Regions from separate parts of the Mus musculus genome. Here region 1 is linked to region 2. A link is a contact called in public HiChIP or PLAC-seq data. All regions are on one chromosome and are shown on one strand. The core of a region is the stretch at or near the end of the contact, and the rest is flanking DNA. Distances in the headings are between cores, read along the strand shown. Region 1 overlaps Notch1 (notch 1). Region 2 overlaps Traf2 (TNF receptor-associated factor 2).

What was found. HiChIP or PLAC-seq counts read pairs in DNA pulled down with a chosen protein or histone mark.
Region 1: a contact with region 2 is called in a FOXA1 HiChIP or PLAC-seq map of pancreatic cancer cells. The contact joins two enhancer-like sites. A contact is called at or near these places in 2 of 115 datasets of contacts at active chromatin or transcription factors (pancreatic cancer cells and thymic regulatory T cells).

What each region holds. Positions count from the first base shown.
Region 1 is chr2:26,491,590-26,494,987 of GRCm38.p6, reverse strand. The region is part of intron 2 of Notch1 (notch 1); the gene reads left to right. Among named protein-coding and RNA genes, the nearest start is that of Notch1, 11 kb to the left of the region's middle. Within about 2 kb of position 1,372, at least 229 of the 459 cell types and tissues checked have an H3K27ac peak or open chromatin away from gene starts, as enhancers often do. A contact at or near this core is called in pancreatic cancer cells and thymic regulatory T cells, where this site is marked.
Region 2 is chr2:25,532,076-25,535,705 of GRCm38.p6, reverse strand. The region is part of intron 4 of Traf2 (TNF receptor-associated factor 2); the gene reads left to right. Among named protein-coding and RNA genes, the nearest start is that of Traf2, 13 kb to the left of the region's middle. Within about 2 kb of position 1,300, at least 187 of the 459 cell types and tissues checked have an H3K27ac peak or open chromatin away from gene starts, as enhancers often do. A contact at or near this core is called in pancreatic cancer cells and thymic regulatory T cells, where this site is marked.

The sequences.
Region 1 (3,398 bases), core at 123-2,622, 960 kb before region 2:
TTTGCTGAACAAATTCTCCCACAGGTAGTGCCAGAGGCCAGCCTGACCCAAGCTCCAGCACAGGCCTGGGGAGGCAGGTCCTGCCACATGGACTGTCAGTCTTGTGTGAGCAATTTGCTCTGTGCCGTCAGTTGAGGATTTTGAAAAGTGGCTATGTCTACCCACTTCTTGAGAGTTCTTAGACCTGAGCTGGAGGACAAAGGACTGTCCTTCTCTTAAGATGATACCCAGGCACCGAGGCCATAGCTTGGCTCTGGGTCACCCTGTTGCCTTAACACCACATGTGGGTCACCCCGTATGAATCACAGCCCAGCCACAGCCACAGGGAGGCCGGGGAGCCGCAGGCTGCATGGAAGCCACTGACTTTCCTAGAGAAACATCTGTGTTTAATCAAGTTCAGGAAGAAAGCTGGGCGGCAGCCTGCTCCCTGAAGCAGGTTTTCCCACGGCCTAGAAGTGTGTGTGTGTGTGTGTGTGTGTGTGTGTGTGTGTGTGTGTGTGTGTACATGCATGGAAGGTGCGTGGGAAGGGGAGGAAGCAAGGTTGACAGTGGCTTTCCTCCACATGCTCCACCTTCATCTTTTGTGGTAGAGTCTCTCACTGACCCTCAAGCTGCCAATTCAGCTAGCCAGCCAGCCATTGGGCTTCAGAGATCCTTCTCCTGTCTTCTCTTCTGGAAGGCTGGGCTACATGCCAACATGTCAGAGTTTTACCTGGGTTCCTTCCAGAGGTTTGAACTCAGGTCCTTGTACTTACACAGCAGCTACTTTGCCTATTGAGTCAATATTTTGTGTGTGTTTGTGTAGGTGTGTTCATGTCTGTATACTTGTATACTGGGGTGTGTGTGGAGGCCAAAGGTCAACACTGGGTGTCTTCTTTTGCACCCCATCTTATATTTTATAACAGGGTGGCTCACAGAACCTGGCACTCACTGCTTCAGCTAGAGTGGCTGGCTAGCGAGTTCCAAGGGTCCTCCTATGTCCACCTCCGGCACTACGATGACAAATGTGTGTGCTGCCATTCCTGGCTCACGTGGGTGCTGAGGACTGACTCTAGGTCCTCTAGCTTGCTCAGCAGTCATTTTACCAGCGGAGCCAGTGTGCCAGTGTCCTTACTTTAAAAGTAGATTTGCAGATGGAGTTCTTGGTGCACAGCATCCCCTACTGTAGACCAGATCCCAGAGAGACCCGGGGAGGAAGCAGCTCACACTGGGATCTGACTTGCTCTCTCCAGGCTCCCAGGGCTATTGCTCTGCATGGGGAGGAATGTGGGTGGTAAAGGCTGGAAAGATTGCTCAGGTCTGAGTGGCAGCAGCTCCGCCTCCCACCATTTCCTCTCTGTTTCAGTTCTGAGTGAGCGGAAACAGCACAGTTACTGGAAATGAGAGGTTGGGGGGTTGGGGGGAATGGGGCTTCCAGTGTATGTGCCTGGTGGCTGGCGTAGGGGCAGATGCTGCCTTTGTGCCTGGCCCTCTGGTTCTTCTCGGCTCTGCTTGCTCATGGCTTCTAGAGGTTGATCCTTCGAGGTGGGGCTTTCCTTCCTTCCTTCCTCCTCTGAGGGTCAGACGAGGATGACCTCAGCTCTGTCTCAGGGCCCGATAGTGGAAACCAGGTGGGGCACTGATTTGTGGAACAGTGTTGTGACAGGTCAGGCCGTGACTGCATCCTAACTTCATGGCTCAGAGTCTGGCCTACTGGTCTGGTGAGATGGACTGGAACAGGTGTGGGGGCAGGTGGGTAGCCCCAGGTTTCTAAGAAGCCACAGTGAAGGCAGGATCCCCCTTCCTCACAGTATACTCATGCCTGGCCTCTGAGCCAGGCTTGTTTCCCCTCTAACCCCCTGTTCCAGTAGGCTGTGCCTAGTCAAAGCTCAGATAAAGGATACTTCCTTCCTCCAGAGCTGGGGCTGCAACTAGTCTCACACTTCCTCTTCCTACGACAGGACCCATATCCTTGGGGTGAATGGAGGATCCCATGGGGCCACTGTAGCTAAAGGTGCTGGCTGGCCTTACTGCTGGTATATGGGCTTCATTTGTCTTTGGGGGGGGGGGTCTCACTTTGAGAGCCATGTGTGTTACCATGAGGCTGCAGAAGGTGCCCGACTGACTTGGGCAGCTCAGACCTGATGGGGCGTGTCCTTTTCATTGTGCTCAGTCTCAGCTAAGGACTGGAGAGGGCACCAGGATGCCAGTGAAGTGATACTTGAAAAGAGGCCAAGCGTGGGACATCAGTGTCCACGGGGCAGAGGGGCCAGGACCTGCAAGCTTTGAGCTTGTCCTAGACCCACTGGCCTGGGACACCCTGGGTCCTATACAGCTCCCTCCCCAGAGTACCTCCTCTTCCCTGGACCCCTTCTAGAGCAGGGTACATTCAACTGGCTCTCCTTCTCATTTTTCCTGTGTCCTAAGGCAGAACAGAAGATTCTCATGGATGGCCAGTACACTGTGAGACAATTTGTGACCATTATTGGGATGGGGCCTTCCTATCTGCTGCAGTATGGGGACCTCCCAAGCAGGGGACTTCTTCCTTGTTGGAAGACATTTGGTTGAAGTGGGGGCTGCTGAGTTTTGAGGAGTGGGGTGACCTCTGGGGTCCCCCACCAAAGCTGCAGTCTGCACTTCAGCAAGTCATTCAAAGAATTCACTGAAAGCGGGTTTCCTAGGGGGCCCTGGAAGAATGCAGCCAAGATCTGTGTCACTTTGTCTGCCCAGCAGCCAGTGTGGCTCTGCCCCAGTGGGTAGCTGGACATAGGCTTCATCAGCACATCTTCAGTGCCACCAACTGGAAACGATAGCCACTGGGGTGGTGGCAGGTGACCAGCCGCTAGGAGGGTCTTGAGGGGTTTGGTGAAGCTGAGAGTTTTGAGGTTTCCCTTGCAGTCAGTGGCAGGGGCTTCCCAATTCTGGGTCCCTCACTAAGAACCCTGCCCCCTTCCTAGGAGTTTTGTTTCAGCCAAACTCCCCTATTGTGTGTGCCTTTGCCCTCCCGCGTCCCCTCCCCCCCCAACCCCGAGATCAGATAACCAAAGAGATGAGGCAGTTTGGGATACAGGAAACTTCTCACATTCCCAGGGAGCCTCTGCTACTCTGTCTTGCCTGTGACTGTTCTCTGAACCAAGGCTGTTCCACTGTGGGTGTCAGGAATTAAGCACTACAGAATCTGGAATGTATATGCAGAGCCTGCTAAGCCTCTGTCTTCCCATCTGTAAAATGGGCCTAGCCCACCTCCAGGACTGTAGTAAGAGTCTAGTGAGGTGAAGCTTCTGGCATCCAAGGGCCCAGTTTAGCCAGGTAGGAGCATGTCTTCTCTTTTGAACTTTGATGGGCGGGGGTGGGGGGGTGGGGTGGGGGGGAGCAGGGGGGACAGAGTCGTCTCTGGATAGCTCCCTCTCACCATCTTC
Region 2 (3,630 bases), core at 51-2,550:
GTTGCTTTGGCTGCAAAGTTTTCATTGTTTGCAGGAAGCTGCAGCTTTTAAGCTCAGTGGGAGTCTGTGGTGTATATCATACCCACCAGGGATTTCTCTATTGTTATTTGTTTTCTATTTCTTTTGAGTCAGTCTTTTTTTTTTTTGTTTTTGTTTTTTGTTTTGTTTTTCGAGACAGGGTTTCTCTGTATAGCTCTGGCTGTCCTGGAGCTCACTTTGTAGACCAGGCTGGCCTCGAACTCAGAAATCCGCCTGCCTCTGCCTCCCGAGTGCTGGGATTAAAGGCGTGCATCACCACACTCGGTGTGAGTCAGTCTTTCTATAGCCCTGTTGTCCTGGAATTCAGAGATCCACTTGCCTCTGCCTCTTGAGTTCTGGGATTAAAGATGTGCACTACCCTGCCTCACTCACAAGAGTTTTCTTGCTGTGAATTGTGTTGACTCTGGAAGTTATTTAACTAATGGGTATATTTGTTTTGGTCACAGAAAGTCATCTAGAAGGCCAGAGGAAGAGGTGGTCTATGAAAGGGGCCAGTGTAGTGTGGACATTAGCATGAGCTTTTTTTTTTTTTTTTTTTTTTTTTTTAGTATGTCACCTTTAGGCATCTTGAGTTAAACCTGCATTACAGAGGCCACGTGGTTAAGTGACACTCCTCCAGTCTACCAAGTTTCTCATTCCTCTTGTTGCTTTAGTCAACAACCTTCAAAGAAGTTTTTGATTCCGCTGGACATGGTGATGCACACCTATAATCCCTATTCTTAGAAGGCTGAGACAGGAGGACCATGTGTTCAGAGGTGGCCCAGGCTGCTAGTGAGGCCTTGTCTTTCCTATGCCTGCCTCTTGTGTCTGGCTATATGTCCCGTGACCTGTTGACTGGTCACACTTTAGGTTTCAGTCTCTAGCTGAGCAGTTTGGGCTTCACTTGGGTGAACAAGAAACTCATTTTTTTCAAGCATGGTGTCAGGACCTGATCAAGAGTCATAGTCCACACTGTATCCTTAAAATGAAATGCTTAGTGCTGCCTGTGAAAGAGACGGCTCCTAGGGAAGTGACATGCTTGGTGTATTGGGTGGATGCAGGAAAATGTGGGTGTAGGGCATGGTGGCCTATAGAACCTGTTTGCTCTTGAAGGTGTTTTGAGAGACCCCTGGGGCAAGTGGAATAATTCTTCCCAGGCCTGTGGTAGGCTTTAGATTCCCCCAAGATTTCTGTTGCTTCCAGGCCTGTGGTACTGTAGGTCAGTGACTGTGTGGGCCTCTGACTGATGGCCAGGAACTGCAGCCAGGCCATGGGCTTGGTGCCATGTGGCTTTGTAGGCATGCAGAGTGGAAAGTCCCTGGCTGCACCCTTTGAGAGCTCTGGAAAGTCCCTGAGATGAGTTGGGTTTGGTCACATGGGAGGGCAGGCACAGCTCAGCCTTAGCTGATTTTATTGATAAAAACTTGTCGCTGGTGGCAAATGTCACAAGCCAGAGAAGAAATTACACCCTCTTTGTGCAGTCATCACCACAGATAATCCTCTCTTCTGCCTGTCACAAATCTCTTTATTTCTTAGCTTTCACTGGAACTAAGGTTGTAACTAAAACATTTTTTTTATGGTTTGAATTATTTAAAATGTTTGAAAGATGGGAAAAAAATCCTGCTTAGCCTTTGGCTCTGTTTTCCTTTATGATAATGTCTTTCATTCTGAAGATGAATTGAAAGCTGTATTAAAGTCTGTTGTCCTGAAGGCAAAGCCTGGTACTGCACTAGGGAAAGCAAAGGCTGCCAGATCTCTGTGAGTTCCAGGCCAGCCTGGTCCCCACATAGTGAGTTCCAGGCCAGCCAGGCTACAGATTCCAGGGAACAGCTGAAACTGGGAAGGCAGGTGTGCCAGTCGGCATGGCCTCATCGTGGACTTGCTTTTCACATTTATTTATTTTATGTGTATGGGCTTTTATCTGTATATGTATATGTGCATCACTTGCATACCTGGTGCCCAAAGAGGGACTAGAAGAGGGCACTGGCTCCCTTAGAACTGGACTTAAGGTTGGCTGTGAGCCACCATGTGGGAGCTGGGAGTTGAACCTGAGTCTGCTGCAAGAGCAACAAGTGCTTCTAACCACTGAGCTCTCTCTCCAGCCCATCATTATAGTCTACATAGTGAATTCCAGACCAGGCAAAGTTATATAGTGAGACCCTTTCTCAACCACACCCATCCACCCCACCCCCCAAAATTTCAGTTTTAACAACTATATTTTCTTAAAATGTTAAATTTGAATTCTGCTTGAATAAATGCTGATAGATTTAGATTGTGTCTGCTAGGGGAGTTTGAGCTTTGTCTTTGTTGCCTGAATGTGTTGTTACAAGTGTGTCTTCTGTAATCCTTTATGGTCAGGACCTGAGGACAAGCATTCATTCCCTGGTCTCCCCCAGGACTCATCTAAAAAAGTCAGGTACGGCAGCATACGCCTGTAATCTCAAAGTTGGAGAAGCAGAGACAGGAACATCTCTGGGGTTTGGTGGCCTGCCAGCCTGGAGTATTGAGTGAATATTCAAGTCACTCTCAGGTTCTGAGTTTAGCTGGGATTTGAAGCAGCCAGTGCAGGGCATGGAACACAGGGCCATGAACACACAAAGCACATACTCACCCACTGAGCCTCACCTGTCCCAGGAGAGAAACAGTTTATTGAAATTTGTCAGAATCCAGGTTTCATAGAATGAATTGCATAAGGTCCTGTCTCAAAAAACCAGTATGAGAAATATAGAGAAACTCTGAGCAGAGGACTGAGAGCCAAGTCAGTGCTAGGCTCCTGGTGCCTCCAGAACTTCTGTCAGCTGTCTCTCAGCCCGTGTTGGCCTTTGTGGACTACTTCAAAGCAAATGTAAGATGCCTCGTCATTTTTCTTGTTTATTTTTTAGTATAGAGGATTAACTCCAGGGTTTTGTGCATTCTAGGCTTTCTTCTACCGTATAACAGCTTTGTATAGTGTGTGTGTGTGTGTGTGTGTGTATGTGTGTGTGTGTGTGTGTGTGTGTGTCTCCATGTGGCTGCGCATGTGTGCATGTGCATTTGGAGACCAGAGGTTAACATTGGGTGTCATTTCTCAGGAGCCATCCACTTTACTAAGATAGTTTCCTATTGGCCTAAGCTCAGCACTTAGTCTAGGATTCCTGACCATCTTACCTGAGGGTCCTCCTACCTTTGTTTACCCAACATTGGAATTACAAGAGCACACTGCTATATGTGACTTTTTAAAATAGGAGGTTTGAGGGTCAAAACTCAGGTCTTAATGTTTGTGTGGGATGTACTTTCATCAGCTGAGCCATTTCCCCAGCCCCAAGTCATAAGTAGCCTTTTAGTTAAATTATAGTAACAACTAATTTTTTTCAAATACTATTTGTTTATTTAATGTATATGAGTACATTGTAGCTGTCTTCAGACACACCAGAAGAGGGCATCAGATCCCATTAAAGATGGTTGTGAGCCACCATGTGGTTGCTGGGAATTGAACTCAGGACCTCTGGAGAAGCAGTCAGTGTTCCTAACCACTCAGCCATCTCTCCAGCCCCAACTTAACTGTTTTTGTACATTAGTCTTACCTTCTGTAAACTGTTATAGCATAATAGCTTGAGGCCTTTTTTTTTTTTT